4 separate regions of the Mus musculus genome follow, and regions 1, 2 and 4 are each linked to region 3. A link is a contact called in public Hi-C, HiChIP or PLAC-seq and promoter capture Hi-C data. All regions are on one chromosome and are shown on one strand. Each heading gives the region's core, a stretch centred on a gene start, on an enhancer-like site or on the middle of the called end of the contact. The rest is flanking DNA. Distances are from core to core; before and after follow the strand shown. Region 1 holds the start of Mrto4 (mRNA turnover 4, ribosome maturation factor). Region 2 overlaps Ubr4 (ubiquitin protein ligase E3 component n-recognin 4). Region 3 overlaps Iffo2 (intermediate filament family orphan 2). Region 4 overlaps Ubr4 (ubiquitin protein ligase E3 component n-recognin 4).

Evidence for each region. A called contact is a pair of places that touch in the nucleus more often than the background predicts. HiChIP or PLAC-seq counts read pairs in DNA pulled down with a chosen protein or histone mark. Capture Hi-C pulls out chosen DNA fragments and counts their contacts.
Region 1: a contact with region 3 is called in a FOXA1 HiChIP or PLAC-seq map of pancreatic cancer cells. The contact joins the promoter of Mrto4 here to the enhancer-like site in region 3. A contact is called at or near these places in 4 of 484 Hi-C or Micro-C datasets (B cells, CD8 T cells and embryonic stem cells), 5 of 115 datasets of contacts at active chromatin or transcription factors (the SCID.adh cell line, embryonic limb bud, embryonic stem cells and 2 more) and 2 of 9 other capture datasets (adipose tissue and liver).
Region 2: a promoter capture Hi-C map of liver shows a contact between it and region 3. The contact joins two enhancer-like sites. A contact is called at or near these places in 1 of 15 datasets of contacts at CTCF or cohesin (pro-B cells), 5 of 484 Hi-C or Micro-C datasets (centroblasts, cerebellum, cerebral cortex and 2 more), 8 of 115 datasets of contacts at active chromatin or transcription factors (SST interneurons, astrocytes, bone marrow-derived macrophages and 5 more) and 4 of 9 other capture datasets (adipose tissue, embryonic stem cells, liver and 1 more).
Region 4: a contact with region 3 is called in a Hi-C map of liver, with 1.9 times the contacts expected there. The contact joins two enhancer-like sites. A contact is called at or near these places in 2 of 484 Hi-C or Micro-C datasets (the AML12 cell line and liver) and 2 of 9 other capture datasets (adipose tissue and pancreatic islet).

Annotation. Positions count from the first base shown.
Region 1 is chr4:139,351,269-139,354,291 of GRCm38.p6, reverse strand. It overlaps Mrto4 (mRNA turnover 4, ribosome maturation factor), which reads left to right and starts at 1,716. Exons shown (of 8, transcript NM_001290810.1): 1 at 1,716-2,023. The coding sequence starts at 1,996. Emc1 (ER membrane protein complex subunit 1) reads right to left here and starts at 1,705. Exons shown (of 24, transcript NM_146157.4): 1 at 1,575-1,705; 2 at 7-131. The coding sequence starts at 1,672.
Region 2 is chr4:139,421,305-139,424,414 of GRCm38.p6, reverse strand. Ubr4 (ubiquitin protein ligase E3 component n-recognin 4) reads right to left here. Exons shown (of 106, transcript NM_001160319.1): 37 at 3,037-3,110; 38 at 2,491-2,718; 39 at 1,852-2,022; 40 at 406-588. Among named protein-coding and RNA genes, the nearest start is that of n-TVaac1, 7.7 kb to the left of the region's middle. Within about 2 kb of position 1,259, at least 36 of the 459 cell types and tissues checked have an H3K27ac peak or open chromatin away from gene starts, as enhancers often do. A contact at or near this core is called in bone marrow-derived macrophages and liver, where this site is marked.
Region 3 is chr4:139,597,690-139,600,813 of GRCm38.p6, reverse strand. The region is part of intron 1 of Iffo2 (intermediate filament family orphan 2); the gene reads right to left. Among named protein-coding and RNA genes, the nearest start is that of Aldh4a1, 24 kb to the left of the region's middle. RefSeq lists an enhancer at 1-3,124. Within about 2 kb of position 1,718, at least 322 of the 459 cell types and tissues checked have an H3K27ac peak or open chromatin away from gene starts, as enhancers often do. A contact at or near this core is called in B cells, CD8 T cells, the SCID.adh cell line and 7 more, where this site is marked.
Region 4 is chr4:139,399,019-139,402,218 of GRCm38.p6, reverse strand. It overlaps Ubr4 (ubiquitin protein ligase E3 component n-recognin 4), which reads right to left. Exons shown (of 106, transcript NM_001160319.1): 12 at 2,558-2,657; 13 at 2,285-2,422; 14 at 1,777-1,894; 15 at 751-938. Among named protein-coding and RNA genes, the nearest start is that of Ubr4, 20 kb to the right of the region's middle. Within about 2 kb of position 1,493, at least 2 of the 459 cell types and tissues checked have an H3K27ac peak or open chromatin away from gene starts, as enhancers often do. A contact at or near this core is called in liver, where this site is marked.

The DNA of each region.
Region 1 (3,023 bases), core at 467-2,966, 250 kb after region 3:
ACTCACAGATCTCTCCAGTCCGAGAATTTAACGCCGCAATCACATTCTTCTCTGTGGCCACAACCAACTTCTTGGATCCAGGGGAAAACTCCAAGGAGGCAAACTTGATCTTCCCAACATACTGCTGTCTCCTGAGGACCAGTGCAGGGGAACGTCAGGGCACGAAGACAAACTGCTGCCTCACACCAGCACATCTCCCTCAGCACACGCAAGAAGTGCGTGCTAATGAAGAGCTCCGAGCATACGCAAGAGTTCTGTGCAACGTACTCAGAAGCAAAAGAAGGCAGGAGAGAACTGCCACCATATACATGGGAGACAATACCAGTCTGCCAGCTAAATGTAACACCTACCTACTCAGGCAACACCCCAGAGTCCTCGGCCTAATTAATTTTTAGCGGCAACAGACTTCCAGGGGCACGGCTTGCACACTGTTGCAATGGGGAAATGCTGCTGTCTGAGGCACACTGATTGAGCCTGGCATTTAGATGACATCTCTCATTTAGACCACTGTGTTATTTAGCCTAGTTTGTTTTAAAGGAGCTTCTGGGGTTTGATTTTTTTTTTTTGGTTTTTCGAGACAGGGTTTCTCTGTGTGTAGCCCTGGCTGTCCTGGCACTCACTTTGTAGACCAAGCTGGCCTCGAACTCAGAAATCCACCTGCCTCTGCCTCCCGAGTGCTGGGATTAAAGGCGTGCGCCACCACGCCCGGCTTTGGGGTTTGGTTTTGTTTTAAGATTTATTTATTTATTTTATGTATGTGAGTACACTGTCACTGTCTTCAGACACACCAGAAAAGGGCATCAGATCCCATTACAGATGGCTGTGAGCCACCAAAGTCCAGATAGGCTAATGATTGTTGGGACCAGGACCCAAAATGAACACCTTTAAAAAAAATACATATGTATGTGTGTGTGTGTGTGTGTGTGTTAGTTGTCTGTCAATTTCCCCAGAAGCATACAACTGATAAGTAGCCAAATGCTTATTCAATCTGAAATAAGCACAGTCAGAAGGAAGGGGTGAGCGAACGAATGTCAGTTTGGAGAGGGAGAGGCCACACTGCACCCAGAGAGTCCCTCAGAGGAAAAGGCTCACTTTAGAACTTGTGAGACAAGTGGACTAAGTGACACCAGCTAGTTTCAGGCTTAAAGTTCACTGGGGCTAGTGACCTGGGACCCAGAAGATCACAAACCTGACAGCCACAAAATCGGACATGACAGGAAAGGAGGGAACTAGTGACCTCTGACCAAAACCCTTAAAGCCTGCCTTCACTGCGGAGCAATCTGCACCGTCACACACAGGGCGGCTTAAAGAGCTCCCTCCATGCTTAACATAAAGCTCTTGGGTTGACATCTTACGACTCTTCATATCTGAAGAGGAGACTCTCACATTGTCATTCTGCACAGGGTGCAGCATTCATTCATTCATTCACTTCTCCCTGAAAGCACCCTCCCGCACCCCCGTTAAGTTATAGTCTGGGTTCGGCTCCATAGCAAATCTCCTTCAGATTAGCAGGAGGGAGACAGATGCTGAGGAAGCAAACACCGACGTCCTGGAGAAGCGTCACCTGTACGCACCAGTCAAACTTGCCCACTTGGTCTTCGTAGACCGCGGCCGCAGGGACGAGCAGCACAGCAGCCCAGATCCAGAACCCAGACGCCACCGCGACCGCCATGATTGAAGCCCAAGCACCGCCTGCCGCCAGCCCGGCATGCACCGGGCCTCAAGCCCCTCCCTCCGCAGAGCCATAGAGAGGAACCGGTTCGCGAGGGACTTGGTGGAGTGCTCGGGACTCGGAAGCCGCCGGGACTGGAGGGACCCGGGACCTGGGCAGAGAAGTGGCCTTCAGGACACTGGGCGGAGCGCAGGCGGGGAAGAGAGGGCTCGCCACAGTTCAGGCACACGCGAGGGGCAGCCCCGAGCGCCGTCCCATAAGCCCCCGCGGCAGCCGGGTCCTAACCGGCCGCCCAGTCTTCCGCCGCACGTGCCTTTGCCGCGATGCCCAAATCCAAGCGAGACAAGAAAGGTAGGTTCGGGGGGCCTGCGTCAAGGGGGCGAGGGGGACGCGGGTGAGACGCCGGGGCCTCTCCGAGAGGCTCGGCCGGCCGAGATAGCGAGAGAGCTGGAAACTGGTCCGGGCCGACAGCAGTCGCATAGCCCAGGCTCTCCTCGAACTTGCCAACCAGGATAGTCTTACACAACTAACCTTGCTGCTTCTACCTCCCGATTGCTGGAATTACAGGCAGCATCACTAAACCAAGTACGCTCTTGTTAGGCAAACACTACCCACATAGCACTGGTCTACATCCCCTGGCATGTGCGAGCGACCGTGTGTGTTTGAGAGAGGATCTTGACGATGTAGCTCAGATTTGCTTAGGACGGTCTCATTATCTCAAGAAAATAGGGGTTTTACAGTTTCGACTACTGCATGTTTTGTTTGTCTATTTATTGCTGGGGCCTTGAACTCTTCCAACTGTCTGCCTTGGCCCCAAATACTAGGATTCCATACTGAGCCACTACATCAAGCTAGCGGGCTGGCGCTTTTGTGGGTGTTAGAAGACAAGACAGTTGAACAAAAAGGGTCCGGCTTCATCAGACTCACCACCTTAGTTAGGGGTGTGTGTCTGTCTGTCTGTCTCCTATACCCCTGTCAAGTCAGTATAATGTGTCAGGTAGTCCAAGTGGAGTATGGAGCAGGTGGGAGTGATAGTGTTTTGCATAATGTTGTCAGGAAAACTCTCAGCGGTTAGAGAAGGTCGTTTGGAATAGAGGGAACACAAAATGAAAGGGGTCTGTGGTGTGATTAACATATTGTGGGACAGCCAGTGTGGCCATAGTGAACAAAGTGGGCTTAGAGGAAAAGACCCAGCCTTTGGTGTGGCTTTGCTTTGAAAGGGTCCCTTGATAGCACAGAGAATATGAAGGCAGCAAGGCCAGCAACCACCTGCAGCATGCTAAGTCGCACCAGAATCCTAGCGGTGGAGAGTCCGGGAATGACTGGCTGGGTGTGACTGTGTGCCTTGTAA
Region 2 (3,110 bases), core at 10-2,509, 180 kb after region 3:
AAGGACTGTCCACACTGTCAGTTAAGGTAAGACAGCCTCCCTGATGAGAGGCAAAAACAGCAAAGAGATGCCTAGCATTCCCCAACGGAGTGTCTGCATCCCTGGAGCAGGAATTATTAAACAAGGAACACTGGCTTCTTAAGAAGACTTCTGCCTCTCTGCTTGTACCTTTCCACGTCCAAAAATGGGCGGGGATGGGAACTAAGTTGTCCTGAACACCAGCCAATCACTTGCCAGAGCCTTTCCCAAGTCACCTCAGTTCTAGTGATAACCAATACTCAGGTCCAAGCCAAAAGGGTTAATGAGATCAGTCTCGTCCTCAGAAACAAAGTGTGGGTGTTTCCCCTCAGAGGGTCAATTTGAACACCGATCCTAAAACGAATGGGAAGGAATCATGGGACCTACCTTGCCCTTCTCATGGCTAACAGCCAAATGCTGGCGGCGCCCATGGGGGGAAGAAAGCACACACATAGCCACCCGTCTCAGCACGTGGGCACTGATCAGCTGCCGTATAGTCTGGCCCTGGTCTCCGCTGTAATTCATCCGAACATTCTCAAAGGCACCTTCCTGTGAGCCTAAGGTGGGAACCTGGCAGAAGGGAGAAGCAGAGAAAGTATTGGAGAAAGCAAGTAAGACTAGGTGGGTTCATCCACTGTCACCTGGGGGGCAGTGCAACCCTTAGTCATTCAGCAGTATTCAATCTGGGAGGCAGGGCTTTGTGAATCTGACCAAAATCAATTATATGCATTCACATAATTCTCAAATAATAAAATTACTAACAACAAAGGAAAAGTAGAAGGGCATGGTGGCAAAAGCCTATTATACTCCCAGCACTTGGGAGGCAGAGGCAGGTTGAAGTCCGAGTACCAGGCTAGCCTGGTCTATATAATGAGTTCAGGCCAGCCAGAGCTCAAAACAAGTAAGTGACTTTAGCCTGCAGTCCACTATCCTCCACTGATTAAAGTCTACTGCTTCAGTCTGGTTCCAAGAGCAGGGTCAAAGTCTCATGAAAGTAAATGAAGTGCTGCTGTTCTCCAACGTTAAAATGCATTTTCACTTAAAGTGATGGTAATGATACAGAGTATTTTCCCTTCATGCATCACACCTGGCAAAAGTGAACTTGGCAACTTAGTGGGTCACCAACTTCCACCCTTAATTTTGATGTCAGTATTTAAAATCTTCAATGCCCTTCTCTGGGTGTCTGTCCACACATATACTGGCCAGAGCTCCCAGCTCCGGGAGTCAGTCCTGCACTGGCTGGACCTGCTGCCCACACACTGCCAAGTGGTCCTCCCTGCAGGGGTTCCCAGTAAGACTCAGCACTGTGAGCACAACTCCCAGGCAGAAACGCTCTCCTAGGCCCCTTCTAAATTCACACGCGCACACTCCTGTTCTTCTTACTTATCCCTACGGCTCACATGACTGACAGGCTGCAAGAGTAACTGAAGGAAAGCTGTCTTCAACTCAGGCTGGAAGTCAGCAAAGGACGAAGCTATTCTGCAAGCTACTAAGCCTTAAGAGAGAGGACACAAGCAAGAGGCTTTCGATTTTATACAAGGAAATTTCAGTTATAGTGCCCACAAAATGGAGTTCCTCACATCTTAGGAGTTCATACACATACATGCTTTAGTAAAAAGAGGACTTGCTTGCTAAATACCAGGACTCTAGTCAGACACACCTCATCTGTGGGTTACTAACTGCTCAGTAGAGCTGAGGAAAGCTGTGACCACAGATTCTAGGTTCTGCATGCTTATGACTCACTGCTAAGTCTCTTCCTCAGTTGCTGTGGCCACTATCAGACACCATGACACACAGGTTGTACAGTCAGCAAACCTCAAGACCCTGACATACCATCAGCTGGTCTGTCATCTCCACACCCTTGTCCACTGTGTGCAGTTCACTGAGGGCCTGCTGGGCCCTGCTGCTGCTCCCCACGGCTGAAGCCTGCTGAAAGTTGGTCTGAATGGCATCCATGAGGAAACTGAGCATGTCTAACACGAGAGGAGCGAAGGAGAAATTGGCCTGAGAGAAATGGAAACACACACGTGAAAAAGTAAAAATCAATAAAAATCACGAGTCGCACACGACAATCCTGACAGTCACTGTCTGGAGCTGAGCTCGTCCCCTCTCCAGAACCCTAGCTCTGTAGACAGTGAGAGGACGATCTAAGCCGAGGTCCCACAGGCACCCTAAGTCACTCAAGGCACCTAGCATGTTTAACTACGCCTCCTATGCATACAGAATGGACAAACGGGAAACACAATCACTCAATGGCTTCTGCATTCTGGGCCCAGATGAGAACTCCTAGCCAAGAAAGTAGGTTCCAGAATATCACTCCCGCTAGCTGTAAGCCCTTCCCCAAAGATGGGCTACTTGCACGCACACTACATAACTATGAAAGAAAACACTGGGCTAGCAGGGGAGGCTCAGACCACTGATGAGGCCTGCTGGACTCTGTCCTGTGCACCAGTGCCCACCAGGAAGCCCCACCTGATTCTGCAGCTCCTCACGACACCCCTCAACTGTACGGCACAGGCTGCTCTTCTTGGGCTTCTCTTCATCTGTAACCTTCCCATCACTGATGGTGACCTTGGCCTTGTCAGCAGGAGAGGTGCTGGCATGGCGCACCAGACTTTCGGAAACCCTAGGTTCGCTCTGAAATGCTGACTCCTTCATGGTAGAGCTCATGCCACTGCTAGGAGTTCGCTTCACCAGGGCCTGGAAACAGAACTCATCAGTGTCCCTATGTCCCTGCCACAGTCAGGTCAGACAGCGCTGAGCCACTGGAAGGCAGATCACGGGGCTCACTCGACCATCTTCATGCCCCTCAGAGCATTAGGCCTGACTATGTGACAAGGATGCTGCTTTTAATGCTCTCAGTGAAGTGTTGGGGCCACAAAGGGATTCATCACTAATACTACAATGACAACAAATGCTTGGCCACACAGAGCTGAGGTGGGAATTTTCTGGTCTGCTTTAGATATTCCTGTATTACTAACAAGTTGCCCATGTGACTGTGAAGGTCCCATCACTCACCAAGCAGCTGCCATCTTCCTTGGCTCCACAGTCACAGAAAAAGGAACCATACTTGGCGTAGGAAATCTCATGGT
Region 3 (3,124 bases), core at 469-2,968:
GAGTAGGTGTGCATCTGGTTCTCTGCCCCACAGGAGACAAAAAAAAAAAAAAAAAACCAGACCCTGAATGTGGGCAGCAGCTGGCTACACAGATTGAGCCCACTGCCCCGAAGAGATGCCCTTCCCAGGGGTGGCAGCAGAAAAATCTGGCACAGCTGGCTGCCACGTTGACAGTGCAGAAATCTCTGCCCTTCAGCCACTGGCTGCCTGGGTTATCAGGGGACAGGCAGGTGGTATATCTTCCCCAGGATCCAGCTTCACCGAAATCCTGAAAGCCTTTGTTCCCAAGACTCCTATCAGGATGTGGCTCTGAGCTAGACCAGGGGGCTGGGGTCACCTTCAAGAGACCACCTGTGAGCAGATGGGTGGTTGGTTCTATTTTGTCCTGACACTCAGTTCGTCTGACTTCTAAGTGTGGTGTGGCAGATGCAAGAACCGGAGAGGAAGGTGTGTTCTTATACTGGGAGCGTTTAATCCCCCAAGGACTGCTCCCATGTTGAAGATGAGGAAGAATGTTAGCCTCCAGGCAAGGGTTAGCCTGCTCCTCTTCCTCCTCCTCCGAGGCTTTTCTCTCTCAGAATGCCGCCACAGATTTAAGGCAGACTGAGGGACCAGGATATATCCTCTCAGATGGCCTGGGCATCAATACCGCTCAGAGCTCTCTTCTAAGAATGAAGCCAGGGATAACGATAGGGCTCTAAGTGAGGCCACCTCCACCCTCTTCACCATGCCAGCATCTGAGGGCAGCCTCACCTTGCTCTGAGCACCCTGGGCCCTGGTTAGATGAAGCAAGGAGGGATTAGAGAAAAGAAGATCTCTGCAAAGGGAGAGCTGAGTCTACAGCTAGAGGCCAGCCTTGCGATCTCTTCTTGGTAGGAGTGTGATAGTCAACGATTGGAACGGGAATCCGTTCTCTCCACCATGTGGGGTATGTGGTGGCAAAACGCCTTTCCCTGCTGAGCCATCTTGCTGACCCTTATTAAATGAAAGGGCATGGGTTAGATGGGTAGACCAGAAGATGAATAGGTAGATGGATAGGTGGGTATGAAGGTGAATGGGGGCAGTGTGTGTGTGTGTGTGTGTGTGTGTGTGTGTGTGTGTGTGTGTGTGTGTGTGTGTGTGTGTGTGTATGAATGGGAGAGGGGATGAATGGGGCTGGGGGCAGGAATGAATGAAATGATCCACACTCAGGCCCCTTCCTTCGGCCTGAGCCCTACCCCAGGGTCTTATCTTTATCTCCCAGGCTGAGGAATCCACAACCAAATTCCCAGCACAACCAGGCTCTCTCTACAGCCACTGGGCTCAGACATCCCTCCTGGGGGAGGGGCAAAATACAGCCAGGACAGGAAGCTTGCAGGAGAAAGAGAAGCCTTCCCCTCCCACGACTTACAACCTTTCAAGGCCTGGAGGGGAGGCAGGGACATTAGACAATCAATGCAGAGAGAGGAAATGACCCCACAAAGGAGCCCCACCACCACCTCGGCGGCGGAAGAGGCACATGTGGGAGCCTGGCAGCTGGAGGGGGAGGTGGCAGCCTCGTCACAGCCAGATGTGGCCTCTCAGCATTCCAGAGGAGCCAGCGCTAGGACCACGTGACAGATGAGAAATCTCGGCTGACCACTGGGGGTGGGGTGGGGGAGGCAGCTTTAAAGCCAGCCTAGTCCGAGCTGCTGGAACCAGGCCAGTAGTTCTGCCTCTTGCATGAGCTCAAAATGACACACAGAAGCAGGAAGAAGCCCACAAAGTCTAGCTACGGAGAAACGGAAACCCAATCTGAAGCCGCTGACAGAGGGGCTGACTCATGGGTCTTTCATATCCTGTGCAGTCAGAGAAAGGCTCAAAGGCCCCAGAAGAAAGTGGGTGCAGCCCCAGCAAATAATTAGAGCATCACAGACAACCCCGGGCCCATGGGGAGTCCATCCCAGAGTCCCCAGACTGTACAGACAGAAGCAGAAATGAAGACATTCAGAAAGGAGACACTTTTATGCCCCCCTTGATTTGACTATCAGACTACGGAAACAATGAACCTCAAGAAATGGAACCCCCCCCCCCCCAAGGAATCTCATAACAGCGCAAGGGAAAAGGCGACAGCCAAAAGGGAACCTGGTCTCCTGGAAAAGGATTCCACACAGTTTTAACCAATGAGGGTGAAGCCAGACGATGATAGGTCAGTGGCGGGGCAGAACCGCACTCTGTCCAAGGCTGGATAGATGCTCAAACCCATGGCTATTTAAACACTTCCCCTCGCTTCGAGCCCCCAAGAGTGACTTGAGGGGGTCATTGTCCCTCTCCCCAGTGTGGCCACACTGAGAACGTCTTCCTCTCTCACACTATTAATCTGGCTGTTTTAATTAGCTGCTCAAGAATGGCTTCTTCGGGTATAGACAGCGACTCCAAGTTTGGTAACATTCCAACGCCTGTTCCCACATCCCCCGGCTGTGATATCCCAGGCGAACTCATCGCCCTTTGTGAGTTGCTTTTCTATATTCCCCATTTCTGAAGATAGTTGTGGGAACCACTCTGCAAGTAGAGGAAGAGGAGGGTGAAGAAGACCCCAGCGCCGAGACAGGGCTGAGCATCGGATCCTGCACTTCAGCTCAGTCTAGCTCCAAGTGCAGGCCAGGCAGGCAAGGGCGCTGGGCGGGAGCCTCAGGGTGGGGTGGGGGTGGGACAACAAGAATGGTCCCGCCTGGCAGCAGGCACGCCCAGGCCGACTCACTCAGGTGATGGGAAACAGGCGCAGGTGAGGCTGGGCTGGAGCCCTCAGTGGAAAACTTCACTCTGGGCCAAGCGTGGGCCGGGGCCTGGCCCTGGCCCTGGGTGGGGGTGGACGGCAGCTTCCTTTCCTGTGGTCTGCCTAAGCCTTCTCTGTTCCAGCCCACTCACCAAGGGGAAGTCATCCCACTACCCTGGGGCAGGACCAGGTATGGGCAGACAAGGGGCTTCCAGCAGAGCAGAGGTTCAGCCAAAGGCCCTTATGTGCTAGACAGGAGCGTCAGCAGAGACCAACCAGGGAGCCTTGGGCCACACAGCCCAGGGCTGGTTCTTCTGGGAGGGCCCAGATCCTCACTGGCTTCTCTGCACCTTCCAAAGGGGCTCAGTAACCTTGACTGAGTCTACATCT
Region 4 (3,200 bases), core at 244-2,743, 200 kb after region 3:
TTCTCACTTTTCTCTCTATTATTAAATTAGTTTATCATTATTGTAAAAACTAATTATTGAATGATGATATAAGGGCTAGAGAGTTGGCTCAGTGGTTAAGAGCACTGGCTGCTCTTCCAGAGCTCCTAAGTTCAATTCCCAGCAAGCACATGATGGCTCACAACCATGTGTAGTGGGATCTGATGCCCTCTTGTGCTGTGTCTGAAAAGAGCTACCATGTACTCATATACATAAATATTAAAAAAATACATATAAATGTTTTATGCCCATAACCTTGACATGAAGCTATATAAGGCTACATTAGAGAATTGTACTTGACTCATTACTCTGATAAACTATCAGAATAGGGGCTGAAATACAGAAGAAAATCAATAAATATTGGTTGAATCAATAAGTAAGTATTTATGATGCGCCGAACCTATTCTAGAGGCTTTGAAAACACTCTTTCACAATGCCTTCAGGGCAAGTACAGTCACTCCCCAACAAGGACACATTCAGACTCTGGCCCAGGACCAGTAAGGTTCAAATCAACTTCTACTTACTTATTCCTAGAGACTGTGCTAGTAACTGTCAGCACTGGAAGCGTGCTATTTAATGACATGATCACTACTTGAAGTCCTGCAGAGACAGAGCTAAGGACTGCGGTATCCAACTTATAAATGCTTTAGCTCCGACGCCATATGCTTCACAGATCAACCACTCACTGTACTCAAGCAGTCTCTCCCACAGAACCTCAGAAACCAGTCTTACCAACTCAGGGTCTTTGCGGCTGGCCAAGATGTTGCCCTTCTCACCAGATGCCTGCTTATTGGGGCTTTTAACCCGAGGAGAGCTCTCCAGGGGAGGGGGTGGTGGAGGAGGTGGAGGCGCAGCTTTTTCTTTACTGGGAGAGATGGTCTCCTCAAACCACTGCCCCAAAATAGGCTCACTGTCATCATCTGAAGAGAAAGAGCATATCACGAAAACGCAATTTTTATGTATGTGAACCTGTTTTTCTATAGCTGCTGGGGTCAAAGATCACAGGACATCCTGATGCTGAGGACAGGAACTGACCCTGTCAATCTGTCAAGATCTAAATGGATAAACAAGTGCTTCTACCTTATTATACATGGGTTACAGTAAAACTGATTTCTTATGAGGTCCAACAACAGAAGAGAACCCATGTCCTCTTATCTCCCTGCCTGGAAAGGGGTCAAACATTTATAAGAGCAAACAAGTTTCATCACCCAAGATGGTAAAAATCGTGCCCCTTGGGGTTTCACATTGTTTCACACACTTGAGCATGGAAAAAAAGTCAAACAAACAAAAACCAGAGACCACCCCTCTACACATCTTCAGCTCCTCTCTATGTGCTCCTCAGCTACAAGCCCATGGTTAAACCCAATCCCTGCCACGTGACCTTTTGACCTGTGCAGGAAGGACAGAGGTCCCAGCATAGGGAACAAAGGAGCAAACATGAACATTTTGGTTTTGGCAGAGAGAAAGCAGTCATTAGCATTTCACCTTTGACACTCCACTTACTGCCTAGCCCAGGCCGGCCTCCGACTCAGTAAAGCCCATTAGTACTGACCGTGGGCGTCTGCTCTTCCTGCCTCACAGTGCTGGGACTACAGGAGTGTGAGAGCACCTGGATTATGGCTGGAGGGGATCTAGCCCAGGCTTCATGCACTCTAGGCAAGCACTTTCCCACCACTCTCTGACCCTCAAGCTGCTCTTAAACAGCACACCACTTTGAGAATACATAAAAGTGAGGGCAGAGGGGCTATCTCTAGCTACCTTGGCTGCTGTCCTCCTCTGTGCTACTGAAGTCATCCTCATAGTACGTGTTGGAGTCGGTGGAGGCGCTGGCATCACTGCTCATGGAGCCCTTCCTCTGCCGCTGCAGGACACACGCCTAGGGAAACACAAGCGTGAGGAACACATGAGCCAGAGACAGAGCCAGGAGCTTGAGTGTCCACCATGCTTCTGCTTCAAATGTGTCACGATGGACCACCAGGGTCAGCAGACAGCTAAAACTGGCAATCAATAACCACTTCCAAAGCACCACAAACTACTCTGTCAAGATCAGTACAGTGACATCATGTGCCTATAATCCGAAGAGGCTAACGCAGGAGGACCAACTGCATGCAGGAATGCTAGCCCAGATTAGGAAGGGAGACAGAAAGAGAAGAGGAGTAGTCTAGGGAGGATTCCATTCTAAAACCACCACCACAGTCTGCATTCTTAAACATCATGGTCTCTGTCCACTTTACTCCAATTCATGAATGGCTTGACTCCCACCCACCTTTCTGTATGAAGTTGAAAGTAAAGTCAAGAGCAGGTTTGTCAGTGGGACAGAGTCAATCAGCCGTTGAATCCTTTGTGTGGAGGTGCTCTGGGCCATAATACTCAGGACTGCAGGGGGGCCATCTGTCTCCCAGCCCTGATGATAACAAAAATCAAAGCATATTAGTCGTATTACTCTGGGCAAAAAAAAAAAAAAAAAACCTTACTGATGCTCTAGTTAGCATCCCAAGTCGCCCCAGCAACCAACCCGAGGACTCCAGAGCCTCCGCACCTTGTGGAGTGCCTCCACCTGCAAGTCTTGAAAGAGAGACGCCAGCAGCTTGATGGCATGGTTTGCCAGTATCACCGAGAGTACCCCAAATCCCTGATGCCTATACAAATAACAGAAGCTCAGACTTAAAAACCATTAGCAATGAATCACAACCTCAGAAATGGCCATTATCCTGCCAAACTGGCATCCCAGATCCCTTTACAGATCTACAAACTTCCCTCTGAGGATAGACTACTCTACACACACACACACACACACACACACACACACACACACACACACGCGTGCGAGCGCACACACACTCACGCACGCACTCACGGACATCACCCTAGCACTACAGCTTACTAACCCCAAAGCCCATGTACAAACTTTCACAGGATCGACAGGCTTCATAGCAAGAACTTCTTCCAAATGAAACTATTTCATACTATTTCACATCACTTCAAAGCTGTTGATCAAAAAATGATTAAACTTTAAAGAAGTAATTTTTTTGAGGGTTGGCAAGATGGCTTTAGAATGTAAAGGTGCTTGCTGCCAAGCCTAGTAATAATCTTGAGTTCTATCCCCAGGAACCACATAATGAAAGGGAGAGAATCAACTCCTCCAAGCTGTATTCTGACCTCCACGATGTACCACTCACTGC